4 separate regions of the Sus scrofa genome follow, and regions 1, 2 and 4 are each linked to region 3. A link is a contact called in public Hi-C and HiChIP or PLAC-seq data. All regions are on one chromosome and are shown on one strand. The core of a region is the stretch at or near the end of the contact, and the rest is flanking DNA. Distances in the headings are between cores, read along the strand shown.

Region 1 (4,984 bases), core at 135-2,634, 130 kb before region 3:
TCTCGGCATTGTTGGCCACTTGTCATTCCTTAACCTCTCACAATTGTTTCGTAGCTGTTCCTTTGACCCTGATGGCTTTGTAAGTAAAATGGAATTTACACTGCAGTTCAGGTGCAAGAGTTTTAGCCTCTTCTCCAAATACCTTCCTGAGGGAACTTTAAACACCCTCGTTTTTTTCTTGTCTATAATTTTCCTTGGTGTTTTATAATTTAAAGTTTTCATGTGAACCCTATCATTCTCTCTTTTGCCTCTGATCTCCCTAGGAGGCCTTATATCTGTAATATCTTCTCACCAATCCACTCAAGTCTCTTTCCTTCCCCATTTAAAAGTGCTTCAGAAACCCATGAGCACTCCATGTCCCAGTGACTGTATGTGAAGCTGACGCCTGCCTGTTTTACCCTGCTGAAATAAAGCATGCCCACTGTACTCTCTTTCTCCACAACCTGGCCCCGAGCATTTACATTATTTACTTTTTTATGCTATTTATACAATCAAATTTTTAGCATATCGCCTATTTCATCTGTTATCTGATGTATAGCTTCAGTTTTGGATATGCTGCATATAAATATTCATTATGCCATCTGAGTCACAACGTGGACAAGATCAGGAATCATGATCCTTCAGTTTGGTTTGGACAATCCTATTATGTAGATAATTAGACTTGTAATGAGTACACTATAGAAAGTTGAGCTCTGCAGAAAATGTGCCTAATAAGTAGGAAAAAAATTATAACTGCTTTTTTTGTGTGTGTGGATTTTTTTTTAAAGGCTGGATTACAGTGGACCTTCCAGAGAGTTTTTCTTCCTGGTATCCAGAGAGCTCTTTAACCCATATTACGGCTTATTTGAATATTCAGCCAATGACACATACACAGTACAAATAAGTCCCATGTCTGCTTTTGTAGACAATCACCATGAATGGTAAGTATTCTTTTCCTCAACACTTTTCTTCAGCTGATTTTTCTCTGTGATACTACTTTTTATAGAAATCCGTAGAAAAAAATGCTTTTTTTAAAAAAGCGTTTTTCCCCCTTGGAGAAAATCATATTTGCAGTTAAATATCTCATTTGACTCTTGTTTGTGCTATCAAATCTGATATACAGACAGTCTCCAAGCTAGGAATAGATTATTTCCAGAAGACTAATTTTAAGTGACTTGGGAGGAATTCAAATAGTTGCTCCCATTGAGAACTGCAGATGATCGTTAGCCTCCTGGTGAGACCCTACGTTCCTCTCTGCAGCTTTGGGCAACTCTGAGCTCTGGCAGGGACTCAAGGGTAAGTAGGAGAAGGTCTTGACCCAGAGACAAGGTCAGATAGCTTCTAGAGCAGCCCTTGGGGAAGTGGCTAACACTGGGGGAGGGGCAGAGCGGCTGGACCGTTGTTGTACTCTAGAGGAAGGAAGGGAGGGGTGACCGGAGGACCTTATGGTGGAAGGGAACCCTGGCAGGCGGGCCGGGCAGGAGTGCAGAACCACAGCAGCGACCACTTACCCTACCAACCATTTGAAGTTTGGAGCCAGGGCTTGCCCTTTTCCTAATTTCTCACTCAAAATCAAGGGAAACTAGTGTAGGATTCCCATTGGGGGATTCTTTATTCTGAAAATCCCCAATTGCATTCTTTCCATGACATTTTTTTTTTTTTTTTACATTCCTGAATTTATGGACTTGGAAGTATCTTTATAACCTTTGTTTGCTTATTCATGTTCATTTTCACTATAGTAACAAAGAAAAAAAAATAACATGAATAGGACTCATGGAAAAACTTTCTTGAGTCATGAGGTTAATATTGGTGGGTGGAGGGCATTAAGTTTTAGGACTTAGTCTTCAAATTTACTTCCGTTTAACTACGATTCGGAGTCCTCCTAGGGGTAGCTATTGCAGTTATGCCAACGCAAGTGGAAATAAAGAAAACCAAAGCAGCTAGACATTAGCCTGAAAATGGTTGCCTGACGCTAACACTACAAATGGACAGTATGAACCTCAGGGTGGATTTGCACTTTTAGAAGACATCAAACTTTCAAGAAGCCAGAAACTTGAATGCTTTTGAAAAAGAAAATACGTGTCCATCTCAGTTAGCAAATCTAGTCATGACGACCATTTAAGAAAGTTTCCACAGTGATTCAAAATAGAATTAAGCCCTGAAATTTTAGAGAACAGAATGTCCCATGAGGAAACTCCCTCAAATGTACACATGCATAATTCTTGGATGGTGACAATTATTATCAGGAGTGGGTATGCGAGAGAATGGAGATAGGAACTTTCTCACTCTGAGATGGGGCCTTTCCTCAAAAGGGAATTACTCCTGGGTTTGCTTTAGAGAAATCCTGCTAATATTCATGCAAGCAAAGAACCAGGGGACAGCATCCTTCTCACCACCACTGGTCTCATTCTGTCAACATTTCTTAGAAGTGGTTTGGGGAAATTTCACTATCCTGCTGACAGGGAATTCATTACTGGGGCGGGGGTGAAGGGGGAGCATTAGAGTGAAACATTTCTTCCACAAATAGGTGTGAATATTGACTTCACGAAGACACAGCCCAAAGTGCACACACACATGGACCTCATAGGCAATTCATCTTGGACAAACTTAGATTCTTAGATCTGGAAGGCACCGTTTTGTTTTTTGTTTTTTATTTTTTGTTTTTTTTTTTAAGGGGCCAAACCTGTGGCATATGGAAGTTCCCAGGCTAGGGACTGAATCAAAGTTGCCAGTCTACACCACAGCCTCAGCAACACCAGATCCAAGCCTCATCTGCAACCTATGCCACAGCTTGTGGCAACACCGGATTCTTAACCCAACTGAGCGAGGCCAGGGATCAAACCCGAATCCTCACAGACACTATGTCGGGTTCTTAACCGGTTGAGCCAAAAACGGGAACTCCTGGAAGGCATTCTTGAGAGGAAATAGAACCATGTAGAAACTACCCTGTGATGTGTAAGCTGTCTCCTGCTTTTCCTTCGCAGGTTCCGGTTCAGTGGTAGGATCCTTGGTCTTGCGCTGATTCACCAGTATTTGTTGGATGCCTTCTTCACGCGGCCCTTCTATAAGGCTCTTCTCAGAATGTAAGAGTATTTTTATTGCCTGTGTAATGAGCATGTAAAAATTTAATATTTCCCTTATCAAAAAGGGTCTTGGTTAATGTCATTTATCTGCTCACCAACTCAAATCTGTTATTACTAAATAATAGCCTAGATTTCTGAGAGTCACACAGATTCAAATAGGGTTTACTGGATTTGGGGGGTTTCTGATCCTTTATTCCTATCTTGCTCCCAAAGTCTTAGTTTTGCTCTACTCCGGATCATTTATTCTCATTTGTTATAACGCATGTTTCTTCAAAACAATTGCACTTCACATACAGTACTGGAATTCCTGTGGTATTAATGCCAAGTATTAATAGAATAGTTGTGGGTTAGTCTTGATGACTCACAGCCCCCCATCTTTCATGAGATGCATTTTGTATTTTGCTTTATGCAAACTTTCAACTGCTTACTCTTGGTTCAAATTCTCATTCTCCTTTGTTGTGTTTTGTTTGTTTGTGAGAGGTGAGCCATATTGTTAAGAGTCCTATATTTTTCTTGAGACTCCTTTATATGCAAGACAGTAATTTATGATGGCAGATGAAAAATTTAGCATTCCACAGAACTTTTTCTTCATTGTTATCACAATGAAAGATTGCAATTATTGTAAAATGTAGAGCAAACAGTTTCTATCCTATAATCAGTAGTCATTTGCAAGGATGAACAGGAGAAGCCAACTGTCTGTTAGGGTTGTAGCTCAAACATGCAATGAGAAAACACAGAATGATTGCATGCTTCTGACCAGCTCATTCCCTAACCAGAGCCATATATCTGCCATCTGTAAAATGGAAGCCTAGACTTCAAATGAAAACAAAGTGGTTCTTTTTTTTTTTTTTTTTTTTTTTTTTTGTCTTTTTTGGGCCACACTCGTGGTTTATAGAAGTTCCCCGGCTAGGGGGTGAATCAGAACTGCAGCTGCTGGCCTATGCCACAGCCCCCAGCAACACCAGATCCAAGCCGCATCTGCAACCTACACTACAGCTTACAGCAACGCCGGATCCTTAACCCACTGAGTGAGGCCAGGGGTTGAAGTTGAGTCCCCTTGGTTACTAGTTGGGTTCGTTACTGCTGAGCCACAACGGGAACTCCCAAAGCAAAGTAGTTCTAATGGGCTCTTCAAAGAGTCAGTAGGAAGACTTTTCATCATGTTCCCTTTTGGTATCTGGGTCGATGAAGCCCTGGGTAACTGGGGATTGGCCTTCCGCCTCTCTGGTTCTCCCTGGCCCATTTTTGCATCTTCCTTTTCATTGCCTTATCAATCATCTTCCCCTCTAAGCTTCCTGAAAGAGTAGTCTATAAGTGACTATTGGCACACCCTCAACACACTTTAGCCTGGCCTTTTCCCTACCAGTAACCTATGGAAGCTTTAAAGAATGTTTTTTTGGTTTTTTTTTTTTTGTTTTTTGTTTTTTTGTTTTTTTTTTTTTTTTTTTTTTTTTTGTCTTTTTGCCATTTCTTAGGCCGCTCCTGCGGCATATGGAGGTTCCCAGGCTAGGGGTCCAATCGGAGCTGTAGCCACCGGCCTACACCAGAGCCACAGCAACTTGGGATCCGAGCCGCGTCTGCAACCTACACCACAGCTCACAGCAACGCCAGATCCTTAACCCACTGAGCAAGGACAGGGATCAAACCCGCAACCTCATGGTTCCTAGTCGGATTCGTTAACCGCTGCACCACGACGGGAATCCTAAAGAATGTTTTTTAGTCTTTATCTTGATGGTCATTCTGCTGCTCTAGATTCTGTCCACCTCCCACCCCCACCCATTTCTCTTGAGTCCTTCCTTCACTGGCATCCATGACACTAGGATTTCCTGGTTCTCCTTTCCTTTTATGCATCTCCTCTGACTTGCCCTTCAGCCTCAGTGTTCCTGAAGTTTCCATTCTGTTTCCTGCTTTTCTTTCTCTAT
Region 2 (4,894 bases), core at 911-3,410, 160 kb before region 3:
ATTCTGAATCATTAAAATCAAATAGAATTTGTTCACAAGGTGAAGGCAGTAAAGAAAGAAATTATAGGACTGACAGAGATTCCTTCTAACTCTGTAAATTTATAAAATAAACTTGAATCAATGTGTTAATGTAACTTTCAAATATCCCTCTGATCAGAGTTGTATGAATCTTCAACAGTACTTGTCAAACTTGTTATGTTTATTTCAGACACTGAGTGGACTCATGGAAATTTGTTAGGCACCAAATCTGTTATTTTTGTATCCTAAAAGGAAAAGGGACATTACAGCGCTGCAGTGGTGATCTTAACCACTTTCATTTTAATGTAAACATAAATGTGTACAGACATAAAATATGCATAAACTTCTTATCCTTACAGTTTTTATAAGCTACAAAACCAAAAGACTTATAAATTAAGAACTTTAAAAAAATTCAAATTAATAATATTGTGAGAAAATTTTGTTTTTCAGAAGCCAGATGACCTGAGTTGAGACCAATGTCAGTGGAAAGATACATTTGTGCTTTCATTTCACTTGTGTTTGACTTGTTGCTTTTGATTGATTGATTTTGTTGCCTCTGCGGTGTTATCACGGTCATCATTTTCCCTTCTTAGCAAATAGCTTATTTTTATCTACTGTTTTGTCGTTGTGATGAGCCAGTTCATTCAGTAGTGGACCCTCAAGTACTATATGAAGAAAACTATATCACCAAATGTACCTATGATGATTCTACCGCCCTCCTCTAATTATAAACTATTGTAAAACTTTTGCTCTTAGAATATGCTTTACTTAACATAAATGCAGTGTTCACTTTTTAAGTCCACTTACTTCGTTTTCTCTTTAGCCTGTGGCAATTTATATATACATTACTTTGCCTCATTTCATAAGCATCATTTAATTTGCAAATTAATACTGCAGGAGAAAAGTTTTGTCTGGGTCAAAGCATTGCATGCGGGTGGCAGACAGGAACTGTTAATCATATTTAACATCAAGGCCCTGCTCATCAACACATTGAAAGTTCACCTCTCATCACTTGGCAACAAGTAGTTCTTGTAAATGCAAACATGGGAGCTGAAGTCACTAAGCTGTGTTCAGTCATAAATGTCATCTGGATTATCCAAAATATGCTTACCTCATTTTAGCAGTTTTGATCAGCAAAGTGAAAGCACAACATTTAATAATGCTCCCAGAACTCGAGATTATGTCTGTAGATTTCTAGTAGGCAATGAAGCCGGTTTAAGAAATACTGGAGTAGGAACTCAGTGGTAACAGACCCGGCTTAGTATCCATGAGGATGCAAGTTTGGTCCCTGGCCCTGCTCAGTGAGTGTAGGATCCAGCGTTGCCCATCTGGAGCATGTCTCAGGCATGGCTCTAATCTGGCATTGTTGTCACTGTGGTGTAGGGCGGCAGGTGTGGCTCTGATTTCACCCCTAGCCTGGGAACTTCCATATGCCATGGGTGTGGCCCTAAAAAGACAAAACAACAACAAACTGGACTGTAGAATATTGGACAAATACATGATAACCAAGAAATACTTCCCCCATTTTTCCCCTGAGAATAGATTGGTGATGTTTCTGAGGGTATCCACTGACTTCTCTCTCTCTTCCTCAGCCTTAATATGCTCTTGACAGTGAGTAAACCAATGCCTTCTTTGTTTTTACATGAAAGAACTTAATGAAGGACGTAATGAAGGAGGATTGGGTATGAGGCCTAAACAGGGTTCAGTTAAGTGAATGGAATAATTTAAATATTCATATCATCCAAGAATTGCCTGAGGGCTCTCTTCCACTGCACCATGAACCCTTTGAGAAAGAGGCTGTATCTTACATACTGTTGGATTCCCAGTATGTGATACCATGCCTAGCACATAGTAAGCACTCAGGAAATGTTTGCTGAATGAATGCCTATTACTATAAGAAAGTCCTTAGCGACGTGAGGTACATCAGATAACATGCTCCAGTGTCTTGTTCCTGGAAGCATATGGCCCATTGCTTGTCACAGTGATAAGTTAACTGGTAGAAAACTAGACTCAGCCTGCCTCTGGAATGTTCCAGCCTAAAGAATCTGACCAGTTGCCTCTTAGTTAATATCTGGAAAGTGATGAAAAGTTTCCCAACGGGCATATTTCCTCTGGTATCTTTCCCTTCCCTTTCTTCACTCTGTCATCCTTATGACTCAGGAAGCTATGACCTGTACCTTATTCACAGGGTTCATACAAGCCACAGTCCAGAGCATGCTCTATTTTTCATCACTCAACCCATTCTGTGTGGTTCCAGGTGAAGGAGTGGAGGAGAGTACTCAGCCTGTTTGTTTTCTGGTTCTCTTCTGTTTTCCTGGTTGGTTGTGGAGATAGACCAGGGAGATAACTGCATGTTGGTTGGAGATAGCTTGCGATTCTTCAAGATCAAAGCATATTGTTACTAACCCTTATAAGAGTACATCTATGGTCAAGTTATTGTTCATTTTTTCTACAAAATGAATAATTTTCTATTGTTCAATTTTTCTAATTTGGATTTTTTTAAACGAACTTTTATATCTCTTATTAAAAAAAAACGTTTACCAGATAAGGGGCCTTGGTTTTGTGCTTCAGATATGTGACTATCACACTTGAAGGAGAATGTTCTATTTGGTTTGAACCTTAGGCTGAAATATCCTTAAGCAGAGAGGAGAGGCTGGCTTTTCTCTTCTGAGCGATTTCTTTAACTTGCCATTCATCTGTATCTCTATATCTGTACCTATATTGCCAGTAGCTGGCTACCACATATAGTAGATACTATAAAATATTTCTATAGTATAAAATTTCATAATGTAAAATTACATCATATAAAAATCATATAAAATTTGCTTAAAGAACAGCAGAAAAAACTTGATAGTATCAAAGGTTAGATGCTTCATATCTAACATATTATGTAAAATAGATCTAGGCAGAAGAAGCCTAGGACCAAACTCTGTTTATCACTTCTAGTAAGCTAGGTGGCTAAGAGCAAATCAGTTGACTTTTCTGTACATTAGGGAATTTTTTATCTCAACAATTAAACCTTGCCTTTCACCTCATTCCTTTCAAGTCTGGAAGCAGTTGAGAGGAGAATTTGAAATTTGGAAATACAAAATTCATTAGAACTTTGTGAAAATTTCAAGTAGAAAAACAAAGTGCTCTATAGACGAGAACTAAATTTACATAAGTACTTAAATCAGAGATTGATATTTTATTTCATAGGGTGACAGGAATCGGAATATGTTGTCATTTACACTTAGAGTATGATTGCATACTTGCTTTGTCCCCTGTGTTCCTATCACATGTAATGCTTTCAATACCATAGTTTATGTTCTTCTTTTTGTCCTCATCGTATCAAAATTGATATGATGTGCTTTGAAATAGCTTGATGTAAATGAGAGGAAGCAACCAGGAAAATGTTATTAAATTTATATTTATATAAATAATTGAAACTATTAAAATGATGACTCAATAAACAAACAAACAAAAAGCTGGTGTTATCACATATATCTATAATAACAAAATAATGGTCCAAATAGCTTACATTATTGTGTTTGGTATGTGAAAGTATATGTACATTTACACAAGTTTATGCACAATCTATTTTGCCAACTGTAGTAACTGAAAGTGATTTAGGTTTCAGTTATTGGAAAGAGCCATATGCTTTTATATTGAATATATAATTTATAGATACTACCTTCTTCCAAGTAGAAATGTGCTCATTGCACATAACATAGAGGTATATCCCCAGGAAAATAAATGAATATCCCTGCACCCTCTTATTCTTGAATAACAGGAAATCAGCCTGAATGGTCCAGACCGTTGCTTAGATTCAAACCCACAACAAGGCCTTAACTCAAAGCAGAGACTGAGTTTTATTGGTTGGATGGTATTGCTACCTCCAGTAGTATTTAAGGAGCAAAAGATGAAAGCAGTGAAATAATGTTTTTCTCAATGTTAGAACTGGAAGATGTTAATGCTTATGAGGTCTTCCTTGAAGGCAAGCACCATGTCTTTCTTGGATGTGTGTTCCTAGGGCACAACAGCGGCCACATAATAGGTACCCCCAAAATGTTGTGCCTATTGTTTAAATGTTGTGTTTATTGTTTAAAAAAATGTTGCCTAAAGCACCAAGTTATGTCCCGAGAGTCTACTGCACACATTTCAGATTTTTTTTTTTTTTTCTGCTTGAAAAGGGAGAAGATCCAATTTATCCGAACTGAAGGGACCCCAGGATTGGTGCGTCTTTCAAGTGATGCAGACCTTGTTATGTTGCTAAGGTATGTAACCCCTTCTTGAAGTGGGAAGTCTCCTATCATCAGGTATTATGGAGCATTTTAGGAAACAGTATGCCAAAATTGGCAGCCTGTGAATACCTCCTTTATTCTTAAAGGTTTGTGGAATACTCCTGTTTAGTGATAATTCATTTCAGATTTTTTTCAGATTTCTTGTCACTGAAATCAGTTTGATTTTGTTTGTACCCTGTTGATAAAGGAGGTGGTTTTGAAGAATGGAAAGGTCTGTAGAGACCAGTGAGTAGAATGTCCCACTCACAGAATGGAATAGGTCATGTGTGCCTGGCTTACCTCATTCAGAGTAGAAGAGAGCTTGTATTTATATTTACATCCAATTTTTTTTCTCAAAATGTGTTTTGTCTCCTTTTGCTTATTAGACATTATTTATTTACTTTATGCTTTTGAGAATTTAAGCTTGAGAAATCAGGTAAGAAAGTTGAAATTTGGTCACTGGTACTCACTGCCAGCCTGGTAGCCCTTCATAGAATTGACCAATTGCATTTTCTTTTCTGACGGTTAGATGAGCTTGGGTTTTAAACTTTAGAGTAGTTTAGAATGGAAACTGGCAAGCTTTCAAGAGACTTTTTCATTTTTGATGTTATCTC
Region 3 (5,427 bases), core at 1,897-4,396:
CTCCTACAGGACTCTCTTTTGCCTTCATCTTACTTTTCTCTCTCCACTATAATGAAGAGAGGATGCTGTTTCAAAAATGCAAAGGTGATCTTGTCATTTCTCCTCCTCCACCTCTTCTCCTTTTTTGGCTTCGGCTTTCCTCTTTTTTAAAAGAACTTTTAAAACTTTTTAAGTTTGTAAAATGTATAACATAAAATTTAGGATTTTAACCATTTTAAGTGCAGTTTCAGTGGCATTACCTACATTCACATGGTTGTGCAACCATCGCTGCCATTCATCTTCAGAACTTTTTTTCATCTTGCAAAACTAAAACTCGGTACTTTAAAAAAAATAATCTCTCATTCCCTCCTACCCACAACCCCTGACAACCACCATTCTGGTTATAGGAATTTGGCTATATACCTTAGGTAAATAGAATCATACAGTATATGTTCTTCTGTGACTGGCTAATTTTAGTTAGCTTGATGCCTTCATGGTTCATATATGTTGTAGCATGTGTCAGAATTTTCTTTTTAGGGGTGAAAATTGTTGCCATGTTATCTATCACTAATAGACTGGTTGAGAAATTGTGGAGAAGCTGCACTGGAATGCTATGCAGTGTCCGAAGGAATGAGAACATGATATGGATCCATCTCTGAGCTATATTGTGAGAAGGAAAAACAAATTACAGACTAGATTGTGTAGTGTTCAAAAATTTTTATAAATAAAATAGTTATATATGTCTATTTATGTATGGAAATGTCTAGAGTCTGCCAAAGAAACTAGTAACACTGGTTGTCTCCAGAGAGGTAAAAGATGCAGCATGAATGGGAGGGAGACTTATATCTTGCAAAATTTTGTTCTATTTGAGCCTTTTTCGTATGCCTTAGAACTTTTTAAAATAAATACCAGTATGCACACTATGAAAAAAATTCCAGTTTTATTACCACATTTTGTTTATCCATTCATCTTTCAAAGGACACCAGTTTCTTCCACCTTTTGGTGATTGTGCATAATGCTGCTATAAACATGGGTGTGCAAATATGTTTGATTTCCTGCTTTTAGTTCTTTTGGGCAAATACCGGAAGTAGAATTGCTGGATCATATGGTAATTCTATTTTTAATTTTTTAAGGAACCGCCATATTGTTTTCCATAATGGCTCTGCTGTTTTACATTCTGACCAGTATTGCATAAGTGTTCAACTTTTTCCATTTCCTCATCAATGCTTTTTATTAATAATAACTCTCTCTCTTCTTAATAATAACCACTCTAGGAGTTCCTGTCGTGGCTCAGTGGTTAACGAATCCGACTAGGAACCATGAGTTGCAGGTTTGATCCCTGGCCTTGCTCAGTGGGTTAAGGATCCAGCATTGCTGTGAGCTGTGGTGTAGGTCGCAGATGAGGCTCGGATCCTGTGTTGCTGTGGCTCTGGCATACGCCGGCGGCTATAGCTCTGATTGGACCCCTACCCTGGGAACCTCCATATGCCGAGGGAGTGGCCCAAGAAATGGCAAAAAAGACAAAACAAAAACAAACAAACAAAACCACTCTAGTGCATGTGAAATGGTATCTTCTTCTTATTATTATTTTTTCTTTTTATGGCTTAGGTTCCCAGGCTAGGGCTTACCTCGGAGCTGCAGCTGCTGACCTATGCACAGCCACAGCAACGCTGGATCCAAGCCACATCTGTGACCAGCCGCAGCTTGCAGCAACACCAGATCCTTAATCCACTGAGCGAGGCCAGGAATCGAACCCACATCTTCATGGGTTCTAATCAGGTTTGTAACCCAGTGAGCCACAATCGAAACTTCTCATTGTGGTTTTTATTTTCATTTCCCTGATGATTAGTGACGTGAGCATCTTTTCATATGCTTATAGGCCATTTGTATACCCTCTGGCAAAATGTCTTATTGAGTCCATTGCCATTTTTTAAGTCAGATTTCTTTTCTTATTGTTGTTGTTGAGTTTTAGTAATTCTCTATATATTCCGAATATTAGTCCCTTACCAGATATGTGATTTGCAAATATCTGCTCCCATTCTGTAGGGTGTACCTTTTACTCTGTGGGTATTGTTCTTTGACGTATAAAGATTTTAAATTTTGACGAAGTCCAGGGTCTGTTTTTTTCTTTTGTTACTTATGCAATTGATGTCATTTCCAAGAAATTTTTGCCAAATTCAATATCATGAAAATTTTTCCTAAGTTTTCTTCTAAAATTTCAATAGTTTAGCTCTAACATTTAGAACTTTGATCAATTTTTAGTTAATTTTTGTATATAGAGACCGATATTCTTTTGCATTGGATATTGAATATCCCAGCTACATTTGTTGAAAAGACACGGTTTTTGAATTCTGTAGCTTTGTACTAAGTTTTGATACAGGAAATGTGAGTCCTCCAACTTTGATATTTTTCAAGAGAGTTTTGGCTCTACCAGTTCCCTTGAAATTCCATGTAAATTCCATACCTCTGCTACCAAGTCCAAGCTCATACTGCTCATTGCATGACAGGCCAATTAATAAAGAGAAAAGTTGTTGGGGCAATGAATAGTGACTTTATTCAGAAAGTAAGCAGACTGAGAAGATGGTGGACTAGTGTCCCAAAGAACTAATGTACCCAAGTTAGAATTTAAGCCTCGTCTATACTAAAAGTATAGGAGGTGTAGCTGGTTGTTGCAAACTCTTGAGCTAGAATCCTTTATTTTTGCAGGCATACACATAGGTCAGGTCACAGGTCACGATGTTCCTATAAACCTCTGACAAATGTTATTCTCTATCTGCAAATTTTTATCTCTATATGAATGAAGAAAGTGTTACATCTTTAAAGGTCAGAGCATTGAGAATGGGCTATCCTGTATATTTCAGGCTATAGGCAACATTCTTGTAGTGAAAGCAAAAGAATACAAAGGTTAAAGTAAAGAAACAGATAAAATATGAAGTCAGATTTATTCTTTGCTATTAGACCATATTTCAAGGGTCCTTTAAGATATAGCACCAGCATGTCACCTTGCTTCATCTCTAGATTTTTCTAACTCCCTTTACTCAAATCTACTTTGTAAACTTTCAGAACTTCTTTCACCAGTTTCTCCACCAGCCATTCACACTAGTCTAGAGTCTTTATATACATGTTGGTTTAAATGAATTCTTGCAGGTTTATATATATATATATATATATATATATTCTTCTAAGGAATAGTTTTCTAATGTGTGGGAAAAGTCAAGAAAAAAAGCTGGAGTTGGAAATATATGGAAAACAGAAAAAAGGTGTTTACTGGGTTCAGCCTTTGCATGCTTTGGTTTCCTAATTCGATTCTCCCACATCAGTATTTAAATTTGCAATCCTTTCATTCCACTAGCCCTCTGCGAATTCTAGCCACAGAAAGTTAAATAGGAAAATAGGAGTTAAGGCAGGGACCTAGAACACCCAGCTAAATTAGGCGGAGGGTGTAGAAGTGGCCCAGGCGCCACCAATCGGTGAGAAAGCACCTCCCGTGGGAACGCACTGCCAGTTCCCCAGCACTGTCTCAGGAGCAGCAGACGACCGGAAATGGAACTTGCGAGGGCCTGTTGCTTAGCAACAAACGGAGCCAGGACGCTAGACGGCCCCTGCGGAGGGAGCGGAGCCTGCCCTGTCCCCGTTGCTGCATCTCTTGTCTGAGGGGTTCCCGGGGCGCCGGGCAGAAGCAGTCCAGGAGGCACCGGGTGCTGCCAGTAAATCCTCGCAGCCATGAGCAGCGAGCAGGTGAGAGGGCGGCTCCTTCCCAGACTCTTCCGGCCGCGAAGCTTCTCTCACATTTCTAAACGGATGGAAACCCGGTCTTCTGAACTCCCCAGTTGTAACCCCGCTGGGTACAGCTTCCTTCACCCCACTTATGATCTGGGATACTGAACGTTCTCGGGGAAAGCTTTTATATGTTCCCTTCCCAACTGTTTGACTTGGTGTTGTCGTAACAACCAAACATCAGCGGGGCAGCGGACCAAGGGGTTTAAATTATAGCCTCAGAATGCTAATAATAGTAGGTGTGTTTGGGCGGGGGGCAAACTTGGTGGGGAGTTGCCTTGGATTTGGTTTCTAGGGTTGGAATCCAAGCCCCTCCCTGGCTGTGAAACTTTGGGCAAATCAATTGGTCTAAGCCTTCTCTCCCTTTGAGACAAAGAAAAAGAATCAGAACTACTTTTCCTCCTTTCTAAGGTCATGAAGTTCAAATAATATGATACCATGGCATACCATGCTACACATGAAAGTGTTTGGTAAATGGCAAACGGAATCTCAGGAAAATATCCCCACGCCATGTAACAAAAGATGCCAGGTGAAACCATAGGTAATCATTAGTCAAATCCATTTCACCCACCTTCACAAATCAATTTTGCGTTTAATTGTTGCTGCGAAAGACTGGCGTGTCCTCCAAGCAGCATGGAGCCTAAATAATAGGATGCTTGCCTGAGTTGTTTCCAAGAGCTTGGAGTCAGCTGTGTCTATTTTGGGCTGAGGTAGTTAAGACTGGGTAGCTCCCCCACCTTCCAATTGGGCATGTGCAAGTATCTGGCTTGGTGACCTTTTGAGGACTAGAAACTCCATCCTCAGATCATGTTAATTGCCTCCGTTTTTCAAACTGGAGAGGCCTATAGGTTAATTATATCTGCGCAGAATGATAACTACGGCAGCTACCACAGCATTTCCCAATCATCTTTCCCCACGTTCCCCACGCCTTAGATGGCCCTGCTACTTTCTTTTTTATCCCATAAATACCGCAGCCCCTTGTCTTCTGGGAGCTAGATTTGAGATCTCCTTGGCTGCTGCCTGAATAAGTCCTCTCTCTGCTGCGAACCTCGATGTTCAGCGTTTTGGCTTGCTGAGCTTCTGGCAAAAGGAACCTGGGTTGGTAACACACTGTGCAGTGGCTACTTTTCACAACTCTTTCTTTATTGAGCTAAAGAGTAATTTTAAACAAAAGAAATGCTGAACAATGATCGACCATTTTAATACCAGAACAGCATGGGAAGATGTTAAATGCAGGCATTATTCTGGGCTAGCTTAACTCTCTAGGTTTGCCTTTTAGCATCCTGGTTTTTAATGGAAAACAGTTGGTTTTAACCCTGCAAATTTTGGTTTGCTGTAGACTGCAGCTTCTTAAGTCTGCAGGTTGTAAGCCTGCAAATTTTGGTTTGCTGTAGACCACAGCTTCTTAAGCCTGCAGGTTTTAAGCCTGCAAGATAAATTTGATTGAAGTCTGGTTGATTTATAATGTGATGCTTTCTGCTGTACAACAAAGTGATGGTTATACATATATGCATATCCATTCTTTTTCAGATTATTTTCCTATATAGGTCATCACAGAATTGTGGGTGGAGTTCCCTGTACTATTCAGCAGGTCCCTGTTCTTGTTTTGACATTGAAGTGTAATTCTTTCCTTTTCAAGGGTTTATAAATTTTTTTTTTGGTAGTGTTCTT
Region 4 (4,937 bases), core at 349-2,848, 200 kb before region 3:
CAGTCTTGTTGGTTCAGACCCCTGATTTTGTTAGCACAGTAAACAAGATTCACTGATTGATTAATTTATGATGAGAAATACATAGTTCAGTTGCACAGGCTAGAATAACCACATCTATACTTCCTTCTGAGGACAGATGAACCCAAAAGCCAGGTTATAATCAGGAGTTTGTTATATGAGTAAACAATCAGAGTAAAAATAATTTTATAATGTGCTTCTCAGCTAAGATTTTATTTGTTTCACTCTTATTCAGTACCTACTATCAGCCATGAACTGTTTAAGCTTTTTCTTTCTTTTTTTCTTTCTAGGGCCGCACCTGTAGCATATGGAAGTTCCCAGGCTAGGTGTCTAATCCAAGCTACAGTGGCCAGCCTACGCCACAGCCACAGCAGTGCTGGATCCTTAACCCACTGAGTGAGGTTAAGGGATCCAGATCTGAGCCATGTCTGCGACCTACACCACAGCTCACAGCAATGCTGGATCCTTAATCCACTGAGTGAGGCCAGGGATCAAACCCACATCCTCATGGATACTAGCCAGGCTCTTAACCTGCTGAACCATGATAGGAACTCTTGTTTAAGCTCTTTCTATGTTTAAGTTCTTCACAACTCCATGAGGCAGTGTTAGTATTATTACTGCTATTTTCTTACAAAGAGTCCCAGGTCTAGAATGGCTCGGTGACTTGCCCAGTGTCGCAGAGTTGGGCAGTGACTGAGCTGGGCTTTAACCCAGGCAGTCTGGTTCATACTCCTAACCACCACATTATGCTCTCCGAGTATTGAGTAGCCATCCTCAGTTTCCCTGTCTGTGAAAATTGGAAATACATGACTTATAGTATGGGGAATATTAAGTTGACAAGATATTTAAAATAACTATGCTTGACTTATTAGTTCAACAAATATTTATTGAGCACCTGTGCAAAACAGATAAGCCAACTACTTCATAGAACTGCCACTCTGATGGAAAGAGAAGGGCAGTAGACAGATAAGTAAATACATAGCATGCCAAGAGCTGATGAAAGCTGTGGTTTCAAAGAAAGCCGGAGATAGGGTCTAAAGAAAGGCAGGAGTGGAGAGTTACACAGCATGGCTGGGGAAGGCCTTGCAGATAAGACTCTTCATGCACACAGACCCGAACAAAGTGAAAAGCAAAGCGTATCAGGGAAGAGCATTCAAGGCAAATGGAATATGGAAAGTACTCAATAAAGACCATTCTCCCCTCTAGCAATAATACCATAGTGGCATCTCACTCATCCTGGACTCAGCTTCCAGCAGTCTTAACTGAGAATTTAAAAGCAGTCCAAATAGATATTAAGAAATGCATGCATATATTTTAATGCATGGAGGAACCCTCAGACTCTCATTGACACTATTGACTTGATTTCTGTAAGTCTTTTTAATAAACCTCTAATTCTCAGCCCAGAGAAGATTAGAAGTAGCCAGCATGAAGTTTAGAATAGATGAAAGAGGATGAATTTGTGATTAGGACCCTGGACCACAGACTGAATGGCGTTGTCGCAGAGTCAGGCAGGCGTGGCAGGGAAGCCTTTCCAGGAGCTAGGAAGCTGGCAGCAGGGCCGCCTGGCTCTGCCTGTGCTCTCTCCTTCCCGGGGAGGATGTCACTGAGTTGGCACTGAGTGTGGTCAGCAGCCTGAGAGCCCAGCCTTTGTAAACACTCTTCTGAATGGAACGACATAGGTGGTCCAAGAAAGGAACTTTGGAAAATGCCGATGGTGTTATACCTGCAGTAGCAGGCCAAGAATTCACCTCTGTTCTCAACTCTGACAATAGTTTACCTAAGTATCTGGAGCAGCTGTACTCATTAGAGAACTGTGAATCCAGGGGAAAAAAAAAAACCCAGGTGAGACAATGCTGCATGTATTTCTGCTCTGTGTAGTGACTTAACTTGCTAAACCATTTTGTTCGGGAGCTTATGGTGCAGCTGTGGAAGAGAAGGTTCCTTTCTTGCCAGTCATGACTTGCCAGACAGGCTTCAGGAGAGAGCTTTTTATTAATAACACCTGAACCTTGAGAAAAGTTTAAGTTAAACCTAGGATGCTATTTAGGATGAGTTACGATGTATTCTTAAGAACAAGTTCTGTCTCATAGTTTTTATAAACGTTTCGATGGTTAAGCAAAGGTAAATATTATCTTAGCTATGTGGGTAACATAAGCATCCGTCTTATTCCCAGAGGGTTTGGACTCATTTGGGGTTTTAACCTAAAGTTGTAGGCATTGTAAAGAGCTCTGAATGTGGGCTGTTGGGTGACCTCACGGTCTACTGGTGGCCTTGCAACTCGATGTTATTTGGCCTGGACAAAGACGTGGAAAGGAACCACCCCTGCCCCTCCCCATCACCTTGTGGACAGAATGGATTATCAGACAAGACTGAGAGCTTATCACTTTAGCCCGATTGCTCTGCTCTGTGCATTTGGACTTGAATAAGATTTTTAGCTAAGCTGGGCACCTTAACTAAAGCAGGTATATCTCCCTATGTTCCTTCCCTGTTCTTCCTTTACAAATGATTGGCTTCCAACGAGCTAAAATAATTGAAACGGACATTTGAGAGAGGCTGTTACTATATCTGTATTTGGCTGCGCTGCTTTTGACTGTACTTTAAAAGTCGTGGCTCCCATCCACCAGGCAGCTAATAGGTTTTCTTCCAGCCTGAAAATTTAGCTCCCCTTTTCAGTGAGTTGCTTTACCTACAGAACATTTAATGGGAGTGACCTTTTTTTCCCATTTAACATGTAAGCCATTTAATGCCATGAATTTTCCCACAGTTATGACCGATTTCTAGAGCTGACGTGAGATAGGGAGACCAAATCCTCATCTACATGAAAGGAAACAGTTCTTAAGAGGAAGGTTGTCACGCTCAGCTCCTCAGGCTTATGAAGTGTAGCACCATCTTCTTTTCTCAAGTGCAACATCTTCCTTTTGTGTTTTATTTTGTCTTTCAGCACACTTTTGAATGCCTACTATGTGCATGCCTCTGTGATAACAGTGATACACCTAACACTTACTGTAGCATAATATAGTACATAGTATCAGCTATGTGATAGACATGTTGAAAGCATTTAGATGACTTTCTTCCATACTCACAGCAGCCTGGTACATAACTACTATTTTTACCCACATATTCTAGAAGAGGAGGCTGAAGCACAGCATGGAATTGACCAAGGACCTACAATCAGTATGTGATAGAACTGGATTTGACTCAGACTGTCCAGAGTCCCTGTGCTCACCCTGGCTCTCACTAGTGGGTAGGGTGAATGCATAACTTCCAGCAGTTATAGTGAAGGTAGCAAAGGGTGCTCTTGGAGCCCATGGTAGGGTGTCCTCCCATAGTTGAGAAGACGAGGACTTTCAGGCGCTTCATCAAAGGGCAGCATATTGGGTGCATTGCTGTTAGCTCTCCAGGCATAAGTGAATCCCCATATAATCTCCCTTGCATGGTTTCATGACATCTGCCCTCATCTGTCTCAGGGTATAGTTGTTAACTTGTTTTATCTTCCCAAGCAGATGTTCTCCTTCTTGAGAGTTCTTCTATTTATTTCTTAATTATTCCCTCTTCAACCCCTGAGTCTTACATGTATAGGATTCTCAAAAGAAGTTTGATGAATGAATAAAACTTGTCACAGTTATTCAGTAATCTCTGCTTTGGACCAATGAAGCTGCTTCTAGGCTCTCTCCTCATTGCCACTTCCTCCTCCTCTGCTCTCAACAGAAGCAGGTCCTAGATTTGCCTGATTTCACTTCTTGTAATGCATATGTTGTCTTGAATTTTCCCATTACAGGTTTGAATGAGGTAGTGATTATGCTCATATCTCACTTTGGCTGTCTTCAATTTTGAAAGAGATTTTTTTTTCCTAATTACTAAGGCCAAGAGTTTAAATTAGGTGATATTATATAGTATTCTAGATCTTGGCTGCTTTTTGGGGGGAGCTCTAGTCTGAAACATGTCCTTGACATATATAAAGGAAGACAAGTACAATATTCTTTTTCAATTGACTGCTAATTAAAGAGCAAGAACAGAATATCAGGCCTTGCTAGGTAAAAGGAGGATGATGATACTGACAGTGGCAATGGTGATAATGATGATACCTGCATTTATTAAGCTCGTGCCATGTGCCAGGCACTGTGCTAGGTACTTTTCCATAGATTATCTTATTTAAACCTTATAGCAATTTATGAGGTGGGTATTATTATTATTATCCACATTTTATTAGAGATGTTAAAAAATGTGTGTATTAAACAAGCAAGTGAGGAATTAAGTATTCAAAGTCTAGGTGTCAAACATGGGTAACCACTAGGTTCTCTTGGGAGTAATTGTCTTTGGAAATGAGAGATATCTTATCATTCCAAGGAAGAAGTGTTCTGGTCCAGGTACTGAGATTACTGGATCCTTCAGGGCTGAGTCATACACTCAGGTTTTGATTAGATCATAGGTATTTTAGCAGAAGACACGTCATCAGAAACATGTACATGACTCCGTGCTTAAACACCATAGAGTTCCTATGCTAGGGACACAGAGAATAATGGAAATGAATGGAATTCACATATATTGATAGCTTATTAGATGCCAGGTTTGAAGCTGGGGTATTATATTAGCTCACTTAACTTTCACAAAAATCCTATGGAATAGGTTTTGCTATAGATGAAGAAACGAAGGCTCAAAGTGGTTTAGTGTCCATGTAAATAAACTTTTCTATACAGATCCATGTCTTTTGATATTCAAATCCTATAATAATTTTCCTAGACAAGGTTAATCTAGATCTCACTGGCCACTAACCATCTGACTAATTGGGGATATGTCATTTAAACTTCCTGGGTCTGGGTTTCCTTATTTCTACAAATAAATAGGTTAATCGTCTTTTCAGGTGTTTATCGGTCACTTGTTTGTCTTCTTTGGAAAAATGTATATATGAAGAATTGCCG

Evidence for each region. A called contact is a pair of places that touch in the nucleus more often than the background predicts. HiChIP or PLAC-seq counts read pairs in DNA pulled down with a chosen protein or histone mark.
Region 1: a contact with region 3 is called in a Hi-C map of subcutaneous adipose tissue, with 2.2 times the contacts expected there. The contact joins the enhancer-like site here to the promoter of DNAH7 in region 3. A contact is called at or near these places in 2 of 47 Hi-C or Micro-C datasets (embryonic fibroblasts and subcutaneous adipose tissue) and 2 of 2 datasets of contacts at active chromatin or transcription factors (alveolar macrophages and skeletal muscle).
Region 2: a Hi-C map of omental adipose tissue shows a contact between it and region 3, with 2.0 times the contacts expected there. The contact joins the enhancer-like site here to the promoter of DNAH7 in region 3. A contact is called at or near these places in 12 of 47 Hi-C or Micro-C datasets (alveolar macrophages, blood, brain and 7 more) and 1 of 2 datasets of contacts at active chromatin or transcription factors (alveolar macrophages).
Region 4: a contact with region 3 is called in an H3K27ac HiChIP or PLAC-seq map of skeletal muscle, with 7 times the contacts expected there. The contact joins the enhancer-like site here to the promoter of DNAH7 in region 3. A contact is called at or near these places in 15 of 47 Hi-C or Micro-C datasets (alveolar macrophages, blood, embryonic fibroblasts and 8 more) and 2 of 2 datasets of contacts at active chromatin or transcription factors (alveolar macrophages and skeletal muscle).

The regions. Positions count from the first base shown.
Region 1 is chr15:100,118,426-100,123,409 of Sscrofa11.1, reverse strand. It overlaps HECW2 (HECT, C2 and WW domain containing E3 ubiquitin protein ligase 2), which reads left to right. Exons shown (of 28, transcript NM_001198924.1): 21 at 768-920; 22 at 2,964-3,062. Among named protein-coding and RNA genes, the nearest start is that of STK17B, 55 kb to the right of the region's middle. Within about 2 kb of position 1,384, at least 9 of the 83 cell types and tissues checked have an H3K27ac peak or open chromatin away from gene starts, as enhancers often do. A contact at or near this core is called in alveolar macrophages and subcutaneous adipose tissue, where this site is marked.
Region 2 is chr15:100,149,452-100,154,345 of Sscrofa11.1, reverse strand. HECW2 (HECT, C2 and WW domain containing E3 ubiquitin protein ligase 2) reads left to right here. Exons shown (of 28, transcript NM_001198924.1): 17 at 4,191-4,274. Among named protein-coding and RNA genes, the nearest start is that of STK17B, 86 kb to the right of the region's middle. Within about 2 kb of position 2,160, at least 12 of the 83 cell types and tissues checked have an H3K27ac peak or open chromatin away from gene starts, as enhancers often do. A contact at or near this core is called in alveolar macrophages, omental adipose tissue and retroperitoneal adipose tissue, where this site is marked.
Region 3 is chr15:99,985,067-99,990,493 of Sscrofa11.1, reverse strand. DNAH7 (dynein heavy chain 7, axonemal) reads left to right here and starts at 3,146. Exons shown (of 67, transcript XM_021075816.1): 1 at 3,146-3,717. The coding sequence starts at 3,703.
Region 4 is chr15:100,182,737-100,187,673 of Sscrofa11.1, reverse strand. All of the region lies in intron 13 of HECW2 (HECT, C2 and WW domain containing E3 ubiquitin protein ligase 2), which reads left to right. Among named protein-coding and RNA genes, the nearest start is that of STK17B, 120 kb to the right of the region's middle. Within about 2 kb of position 1,598, at least 6 of the 83 cell types and tissues checked have an H3K27ac peak or open chromatin away from gene starts, as enhancers often do. A contact at or near this core is called in alveolar macrophages, fetal liver and skeletal muscle, where this site is marked.